Linked DNA regions of Gossypium hirsutum: all the other regions are linked to region 2. The links are chromatin contacts, called in public Hi-C maps. All regions are on one chromosome and are shown on one strand. Each heading gives the region's core, a stretch centred on a gene start, on an enhancer-like site or on the middle of the called end of the contact. The rest is flanking DNA. Distances are from core to core; before and after follow the strand shown.

Region 1 (3,413 bases), core at 863-3,362, 170 kb before region 2:
TTATACTAATATTTTTTACTTAGGGTGGTATTACGTGATTAAAGATAACTTCAGAAGCTAAATTAAGAATTCAATCATTGTTGCATTTTCCCTTTTAATAATATTTTTATTTTATAATAAAATTGGTGTCAGACTTAAACATAAATCTTATATTAAATTCCTATGATTAAAGGGATTTCTTTTTCAGGGCCATAAAAAGGATAGAAAATCAAGCGACTAGCACTACTAATAAAATATTCTCTAACCTTTGTATTTCTTCATGGGAGTAATAAAAAGGGAGATTTGCCCCTAACACATTTTCTCACTTTTTCTTTTAATCATTATAAACTTAATCCTATCATTAAATTTGTAAAACACTACTATTTCCTGATAAATTGCAACAACATCCTTCCCCATGAAGCAACCTTGTAGTAATTTTTAATGAATCAGATTCAATGGGTAAATTATATATTTTTTTCTATTTTAGATGGCTCATTTATATTTCATAGTGTCCTTAATTTCTAATTTTGTTTAGTTTTAACATAATTAATTTAAAAAGAAACACATTTATTACCATTCGATACCCATGATCTTTAAATACCATCAACCACGGAAGCTACACCTACACATATGGATGAATTAGAAAACTGAGTTGAACGCCAATGGAAGAAAAAACTGAGTTGAACGCCAATGGAAGAATTTTATGAAATAAATAAAAACTGGGTTTAACTCAAACCATACATTCATATGTGTAGTTTCCAAGGCGATTAGTACAAGGCTTTTGGCACCAATATTTCATCCAAATTTACCAAGGTGATACAAATGGAAGGGAAAGTATTATAAAAGAGAGAACCAAATAGTTGAGAAATCCAATTTCAATGCTTATACTTTTAATCTTTTTTCAATAAATTCTAGAAAAATTCAATGTTTTTGTATTTTTTTTCAAAATTCTAATTATCTATTTTTAAATAAATTAATTAAATTTAAATTAATTTTGAGAGAATATTAGATATAAATGAATGTATAATAATACTTTTATATTCTTCGAAAATGAATGAAGTGAAACATTTTTATTGATACCTAAAAATTAAAATTATAGGTTATTGATAGAAATTATGTTTGTGGTCTAATGAACCAGTCACATTTTATTCAAACTCTTCTGCAAATTTGGCAGCAAAGATCTGAAACTTTGTAGCATCTAAAAGCCTTGAAATATATTTCCATGTCTCATGCTAACATCGTTTCCTTTAAAAAGTTGCAACTAGCCAATTCCTCTTTTACTAAAAGACCTTCTACTCAATGGGTGTTTCCTGTTAATTAAACAATGAAAGTCCTAATCTCTAAGAAGACATTGTGAAGTAGCTAATTTACAAAGTCTAAAATTTAAACGTAAAATACAACTCTAAGATGAATTTCATGACTAAAAATGTTCATGTCACATTAACTCAGAAACCCAACCTAAATGAGAAGAAAAAAAAATAGATATATACATATAAAATTGGAAAGATATTAAGTAGGGATAATTTTACCCGAGTAACACAGCCAAGAAAAAGGTGATGACAGGCAGACAATTTGTTGTAGCAGCAGCTAAAGTTGCAGAGGTATAAACAAGGGCTATACCATTGATATCCAAGCTTAAAGTTATCCTGAAATCCAAAATTTCTCAATAGTTTATATGATTTCTTCCACTGTAATAGCTGCGCAATCTTAATTCACCAAGTGTTTCTAAATGTTTGACTTACCCGAATAAAGACAGCAAAAATATCTCGCTGAACGTCACGAATGATAGTGGGGGCGCTGTTTTCCTTTAGATTCCAAAGCAAACAAAATTTAATAACATGATTCTATTTATATTGTCTACAAGATTGGCATAAAAACCAGGGCAGAAGCTTAAAATTACCATTCAAGAAACAAGGCAAGAGGGATCAAGACAACGGTAGCAGCAGCCTGCCTGTAGAAAACGAAGACGAAATTGTTCATGCCACCATCGAAAGCTGCTTTGGACACCAAGAACATGCCCGCATATATAGATTGAATGAGAATAATAGCAAGATAGGGCTTTTTGTTATCCATTCTTTGTTTTGTTTTTTTTTTTTTTGGGGGGGGGGGTAAAGATGTGTATTGCAGTTTGAAAGTGCAACACTGGAGGAGGGAGGATTTATATAATGGTAAGTTGGAGTGTGGAGATGGGACAGTAGAGGGATTGGCCATTGAAAATAACATGCTTTTTCTTTTCTATTGGGACGTGTGTGGTGAAGATGAAAGGGCCCCTTTTTTGAGGCCGAAGGGACCCCTTCATTATTAATGAAAAATTGATATTAGGATTGGCTTCTTTGACACTTGACATGTCATCAATAGGGTTACAACCTTTTCTTTTTCTTTTTTATTCAAATTTAATCCGTTCAATTATTTTAAGATTAGATGGCACTTAAACAGGATTTGATACAATTTAATACTTGAATTTTTTCCTAATTTAGTATCTAAATTTTTTTCTTAATTTAGTACTTAAATTTGGTATTTTTTTTAATTTAGTACTTAACTCATTTTTAAGTTTAATTTGGTACATTATAAATTTGTCAAATGTTATACAAAATACTCTCAAACACTAATGCTGTTAGTTTTTTTTAATGATCGACACGTGATAGATAGCATGGAATTTAATGGTGGAAATGATTTCATTTATTTAGAGTTTCTTATGTTTCACTAAACAATATGCTCAAATTTTACTCTTCATTGGGGCTAAGATTATTTTGATTATTAGTGGAAGGAATGATTCAAGAGGGTTTGCATGTATAAAGCATAGTCCGGTCTTTACAAAGCCTTCAATTTAATAAAAACATAGTTAATATTAGAGGGAATTCATGCTAAAAAAGTATGCATTGAATTATGCTTAATGAATTAATATTGAATAAGAAAATAAGAGTTTTAAAAGGAATTTAGTATTTTAAATTAGGGTAAACTACTAAAATTGTCACTTTTGTTTACCTCAGGTTATATTTTAGTCACTTATGTTTGAAATGTTATATTTTAGTCACTTACGTTATCGTCTTGTAACATTTTAGTCACTGAACCGTCAATTGTCATTAATAGTGTAACAGTAAGCTGACGTGACACGTTAAATCATTATTTCAAATAAAAATTTTAGGTTAAATTCTAAAATTGGTCCCTATAGTTTTTCATTTTGAGCAATTTAATTTTTTTCTTTTATGTTCTTTTAACTTTATTTTTTTAATTTTTCATGCTTTTCCGCTTCTCCCTCTATTTTCCTCCCTTCTTCGTTTCTTTGAACGTATTTTTTCTATGTTTTTCATTTGTTAAAATTAGCCCATAAGCTCTCCTCACTCGAAAAAAATTAAATTGATCAGAAAATTAAAAGTATAGGGACTAGTTTTAACAAATGGAAAACATAGAAAAACTATGTTAAAAGAAATGGA
Region 2 (3,280 bases), core at 285-2,784:
TGATTGGATTCGAGTTGCACAATCTCTAACAACCTCAATAAACAAAATCATATCTAATTAAAAAAACCCACACATAATTTACAATAGTTTCCTAAAACAACGAAGTTATCATTAACTTTGGTTTGAAATAATGTTTTTTTTTTGAATTACAATAATAGCGCAAAGCTCAAACAACCAACCTGGAACGGTGAACACCCTTAACCATCAGGCCATCTCATGGGGTTCGTTTAAAATAATGTTTTGCTCCTTCTGTTATGTAATATAGCACTTTTAATGGAAAGAAATTTCAACCATTTATCATAATTTAATATTATTAAAGAAATATTTTACTATTCGAGCTTAACTTAATTTAAAATTAAATAATTTAATTTAAATATTATTTATGATATAAATATTGTGAACAATATTTAAAATTTTCATATAGAATAAAAGAATTCAATTTTTAAATGTTATAAAAATTATATAAGTAATTTTTTTTTCTATAAATTAAAGTTTTATTATTGAAATGTGGATAGTTTAAGTAAGATGATTAAAAAAAGATAAAAATTATTTTATATTACAAAAAAACACAATGTTACATTAAAAAAAGTAAAATGTAAAATTTGTATTTAATATTGTAATGAGTTTTTTAATGTTATGAATATAATGAAAATATTAATATATAAATGTAGCTATTTAATTGATTAAAAAGGTGATAGACATGTTAAGTTAATAAAATTAGTGAGATTTAAACTAAAATTTTATTAAATTTATTCTACCAACTTTTATAAAAGAATGTAAAGTTAAAAGGAGATGAAACATAATTTATTATATTTTAATACATTGAAATATGAATAAAAATAAGTTTTAAGTGTATTTAGTTGAAAAGAAAAGCAAATAAGTTTTTATCTATGCTTAAAAACAAATCATTTTAGATTGAGAAAATAAAAGAATGTATTTTCAACATTTTCATTTTCATCCTTTCGTCTTTAAACTCTTCTAAGCAATGAAGGAAAATAAATAAATTTTTTCTTTCAAACTTTTTAATCTTTCCTTCCGAGTATATCAATGTATATTTTCTTTCTAGTTTTCTACTTCTTTAAACTTTTAATTTTCTTTTTATTCTACAACATATTTAGTATTTCTTTATTGCTAGTTAAGTAAGATTGAAGTCGTTTTGTTACGAGGTTTAAGTCTCATCATGAGTAAAAATATCATATAGGTTCTCTATCAAATTTATTTTGGGTAAGTCTCATTAAAAGTAGACTTTATTCGTATTTATTTTGGTCTAGTTCTGTATATATCTCCACAAATATTTTTTTTATTCTCTTGTTCTGTAATTTTCCTAAATATGCAAAGCTACTACTTGTGTTTATTATTACACTGGGCCATGGATCTCACCATCAATTATAGGCCTGCCAAAACCTAGTTCTGAGATTGAAGTAACACTGAGATGAAATTGAAACAGTGAATTTGGACCCAAATTTGTGAGCAATGGGCTAAGTGCTGATCCAATGGATTTATTATGTCAATGGTCCCTTATCAATTCTTGAAAAGAGAGTCAGAGAAAGCTGCTTGCCTTTTTATTGGTCTTAATGTAAGCTTCCTGAGATTGACTCTAATGCCTGGTTTGACTTTTATCATCTTCCTGCGGGTTTCACTTTCTCCCCCTTTTTTCTGCCATTTTAGGTGCTTGCCTCTTCTGCTATTTTCCTCTCTTTTTAATCTGTATAAAATTAAAGTATTGTTAAATGCAATCAATTAGAAGAAAATTGTCTTTTTTTGCTATTTTCCCAATGTATTAGTCTCTAATTTAGCATCTTTGCAGGTATTTATTGTATGTTGAAGGAAGGGGAGATGGGATCATGTTTCAGAATAAAAAGGCAAAGCAAGGATGAGGGACCATTGTTGAAGAATGGGAGTGTGTTATTAGAAAAGCTTATTGCCTCATCTGATGGTAAATGTAATCCTATTTGTACTTTCTCCGCCGAGGAGCTGAGCGAAGCAGCGAAAGGTTACGATGTCGGTCAGGAAATTTCGAGGTACGTTCATTTCGTGTTATACAAAGGCTTTCTGCGTGGTCGGGAGATATCTGTGAAACGGTACGGAAGCTATAACAAATGCCTTGAAACAGCTATCACAGATATAGTAATTAGCTCACAAATGAGTGTGCACAAGAATGTTCTAAAACTAATTGGATGCTGCTTAGAGACTCAAAATCCAGTGCTTGTTTATGAATATGGTGGTGAAAAGAATCTCCAAAGATTAATGCTTGATGTTAGTGATGGGCAACTTGAGCCATTAACATGGAAGTCTAGAATAAAGATTGCAACGGATATTGCTAATGCAGTTGCATATCTCCATACTGCCTTGTCCAGGCCTGCTATTAATCGTGGGCTTTCGTTGATATCGATAGTAATAGATACGAATTATGTTGCTAAGCTTTCTGATTTCTCGCTCTCCGTGGCAATTCCGAAAGGAAAATCGCATGTCGTAGAAGATACCATCTCCGGGGTAGTTGGGTATATAGCACCTGAGGTTTTGGAATGCAAAATAAATGAAAAGGCTGATGTTTATAGTTTTGGCATACTGTTACTTGAGCTTTTAACTAGAAGAAAATCTGGGGATCACAATGTGGAGGAAGCACCCTTTAGAGCATTTGTGTCGAATTATGTCGAAAGCAATCGGTTAACCGAAATTGTGGATCAAAGTATTTTGAGTGAAAGAATCAATGGTAATGAGTTGGTAAGTTTGGCGAAGATTGCACTTTGTTGTACACAAGAAAATCCCGAGAATCGACCGATGATAACTGATGTTGCAAAACAGCTTAGGCTACTCAATAAAGATTGTAAGCTTTGTTAGCTCAGTAGCTCTAATTATGGTGTATGATACTTATACTGGCACTTGATCTTGAGTTCAGGGAACATAGTTTGCCTTACTCTGTAATAAAATACTGAACTCACTGCAATCAACAAAAACCTTCTGCAGCTTTCAATATTGTTTACCCATTTTGCTATAGATTCAATTATGCTAAAAGGAAACAGGACTCCTAAATCTTCCAAGCAAAAAGGAAAGGTTAAGTTATGTTTTACTTTAATTTGATATTTTTAAAATTTTAATTCCGAACAAATGGTAGTTATTAAATTAACTATGCTATTTTTAAGATCTTATACGACAAGCATATTATCATATATGTAATGTCATGTTAACTTGTTATTTTACATATTATAGTCAACTCTTGTAACAGCCAAATTTTTCAGTGGTGTCGGAAACAGTGATTCGAGATCACTAAATCCGACGA
Region 3 (3,319 bases), core at 133-2,632, 220 kb before region 2:
ATTGGAACCTAGCCAAAAGGATATAGAATTTCAAAAAGCTTGCAGCACATTTAGTTCTGCTTCTTATTGAATGCTTTCAAATAAACGAAGTACCACTACCATATTCAAGCAATGCAAGCACAGCCAATGAAAGAATTGCAAATTAGTGATCTTACAGTCCTTCCTAGTCATACGAGGCAACAAGAAAAGTTTATTTCCCAAAAAAACTCAGACAATCGTACTTAAGAGATATATCGACAAGAAACTAGAAAGGATTCATACTCCTCACTAATGTCTATCAGCATATGTAAACATGAACCTTGAATATTGAGACCCAGTTTAACAAAATGACACTGTCAAGCTTTCTCCAAACAAAAAGGAAAATTAATTTAACTTTCTCTTCTCAAGTGAACCAAAGCCAATATGGTAGGGTACTCTTCTCGAAATCACTTAAAACCTGGATCCAACAAGCTGTAAAATTAAGAATAATTCTGAAACAATTTTCGACACAATATCTTTCTGTACAAACATAGGAAGGTAAAACAATGGATGCATATGAAGAATGAGCTTGTGACCCGGAAAATCTGCAAATTATGGCTTGAGTTCCCTTGTGCTCAAACTACACATAGCATCTAAGTTAAAAACTTAAATGTGCCGCAATCATTCCAAAAGGATGGAAATTGAGAAATCTTTCCACCTCAATAGCTTGAAATACATACTTCTTTCTCATTCAACCAACTTCACTCTTAAGTGAACGAATAAAACATTTAAAGAGTGAAAAAAGTATCTCAGTAAAATTCATCAAAAACAGCATGGCTCTGAACTAATCATCAATTCATAATAAGAGTTTCCACAATGATTCCACAAAAATTGAAGTTGTACCCGATATCCCCGTGAATGTAGCACAACTTATTTTCACTTAAATTGATATTTGACTAAAATATAATTGTTCTACATTCTAAGTAACATCATGCAAATCCCCCCCCCCAAAAAAAAAACAGATTTTTAATCTTTAATTTTTCATAAAAATTGCTCCTTTGAAAGCAGAAAAGCAACAAGCAAAAAGCATATTCATGGATTTACTTATTTGTGGAAACATGATTAGGGAGGATAAAAAAATTAAAACCAACAACCAGCTTTAGATTTTTTTTCTAGAAATTTACAACTTAGATAGGAATAAATTATAGATATAAAGGTGAATGAAATATAAGGAAGAAATGAAAGGAGGGTTACCAGATGAGAAGGCTTCAATTTTGAAGTCAATGAAGACTCAACTTGTTCCTTCGTCACTCCCATCGTCTCTTTCTTTTGCTCTGTTTCTTCTTCTTCGTTTTGTTTCCAAGATTCCTTTACCACAATATAAATTCAATTGAAGAATAAATTTAAAAGAAAGATTCGATTTTGGTGGAGTCAAACATCATGGACTTATATGCCATTTGCTATGCAAGTCCTATCCGTTACTATAAGCCCATCATTATTTTTCGGCCACAGCCCATTATGAACTTGGTTAAAGTTATTTAGGTCATTTTCAAGAAAATTAAACCTGAATGTTAGTTTCCTTGGTTATTTCTCTCTCTCTCTCTCTTTTAACAAAAGGATTTTAGTTAACATTGTTTCAAAATTAAAATTCAAGGGTTCAATTTGGAAATTTTTCTTTTTTTTCTTTTTAATTTAGCCCATAAATTTAGTAATTATTCTCACATTGGGACTTCAAATTTTTTTTCATTGTTCCACATTGGGGTTTGGGTTTTTTTAAATCCAAATTAATCTTTGATATTTCCTTGAAAACTTTAAAGTTTAAACCCTAATATAGGAATAATTGTCAAATTTAAGGACTAACTTAAACAAAAGAAAAAGGTTTAAACTATTACCTATTTTAAGCCTTAATGTAAGAATAAATGTTAAATTCAAAGATTAAAAAAACTTAAATCTACTATTATTACCATATTCATACAAATAAAATATCCATTCAATAAATTAATCTGTGAAATTGAATTGAACCAAACCAATGAAGTTGATTTAATCAAAATTTCAATTTATTCTGTAAGGAACTCCGTTTAATTTATTCATTCATTTTATAGGTTTAGGATTTTTAAATAGAATAACTGAGCATATATATATATTCTTTTTTTCTAAATCAAATCAAATTTTATTAAATTTAAATCCAGTATTTCAGTGTACAGTTGGAATCAAACATCCACTAAAGCAGCACCTAGCAACAACATATATGGATTTGGCTCTCCTATATCTATTTTCCAATATAAATTTAATCATTATTATGTTATAACTTTTACAATTTATGAGCGAATTTTACATATTTCAACAATGGTTGTTGAAACTTTTTAAATTGACTTTTATTTTAAAAACGAAAATGAAGTCACCACTAATTTTTTTTAATTAAGTGTGATCGGATCACCTCAAGGCTTTGTCATTTTAATAAAATATTAGATTTATTAAAATCATTTTTGTCTACAAAAATCTAGGAAATGGGTTCAGGAATCGATTTTGTACAAGAAAAGATTAGCACCCTCATAACGCTAAAAAATTGGTACCAAATTGATTACTTGATATTTTAGTGTCAAAAGTTGAAAATTCGAAGAGAAATTAAAACACAGTCCCTCTTTGCTTAATGTTCTTTTTTAATTAAAATCACTTAACTAAATTAAAACTTATGTAAAAGGCCTTTTTATCTCAAGGTAACCAAAACAAAAATGTCATATCCCGTAAGTTAGGGTACGACATCTTGAATCCTCGAAAATTAGATTGCTCATTATTTAATTACTATTTAAATCTCATGTGTTTTTTGTTTTAAAAAATATGTTTGGTTATTTAGGTTCAAAGAGAAAATCAAACCCTGTAAGTTATGTCACAACTTCTCGAATCTCTAAATTAAGAACGTTGCCTTGGTTTTAAAATTTTCCTTTTTTGTGCATCAGAAAAAAAAAAGGATATGACATTTAATGCAATATGCGATTGATTTATTCAAGTGTTGGTATAAAAATAAACAAATATTTAAACATGTTGCATAATATGGAAATGACAAAAATAGTATAGAATGACTTACGTGGTCACAAAATGATAACAAAATAATAACATATGGTAGTCGAAATAATTTTTAGCCAATTAATAATACTATTTAATAATGGTAACAATAGTAAAATAATAAGTGGAACATTAGTAATAACCAAAAAAATGGTGAAATAATAAAAAAGTATGATAATGCTATGATCATGGTTGTGTTGTATTAATGATGACAAAATAAAATATTAATTAGCAAAAATAATCATTTAATAATAACATCAACATAAAAAAAATCACAAAAAATAACTAAAATGAGATG

What was found. A called contact is a pair of places that touch in the nucleus more often than the background predicts.
Region 1: a Hi-C map of leaf shows a contact between it and region 2, with 2.2 times the contacts expected there. The contact joins the promoter of LOC107924991 here to the promoter of LOC107925024 in region 2. A contact is called at or near these places in 3 of 34 Hi-C or Micro-C datasets (all in leaf).
Region 3: a Hi-C map of leaf shows a contact between it and region 2, with 1.9 times the contacts expected there. The contact joins the promoter of LOC107924962 here to the promoter of LOC107925024 in region 2. A contact is called at or near these places in 7 of 34 Hi-C or Micro-C datasets (callus, hypocotyl, leaf and 1 more).

Annotation. Positions count from the first base shown.
Region 1 is chrA02:100,788,631-100,792,043 of Gossypium_hirsutum_v2.1, reverse strand. It overlaps LOC107924991 (WAT1-related protein At5g64700), which reads right to left and starts at 2,112. Exons shown (of 7, transcript XM_016855575.2): 1 at 1,880-2,112; 2 at 1,722-1,784; 3 at 1,509-1,625. The coding sequence starts at 2,052.
Region 2 is chrA02:100,616,177-100,619,456 of Gossypium_hirsutum_v2.1, reverse strand. It overlaps LOC107925024 (non-functional pseudokinase ZED1), which reads left to right and starts at 1,534. Exons shown (of 2, transcript XM_041082336.1): 1 at 1,534-1,668; 2 at 1,808-2,966. The coding sequence starts at 1,819. The coding sequence ends at 2,841.
Region 3 is chrA02:100,840,657-100,843,975 of Gossypium_hirsutum_v2.1, reverse strand. It overlaps LOC107924962 (protein BOLA2), which reads right to left and starts at 1,382. Exons shown (of 3, transcript XM_016855544.2): 1 at 1,213-1,382. The coding sequence starts at 1,275.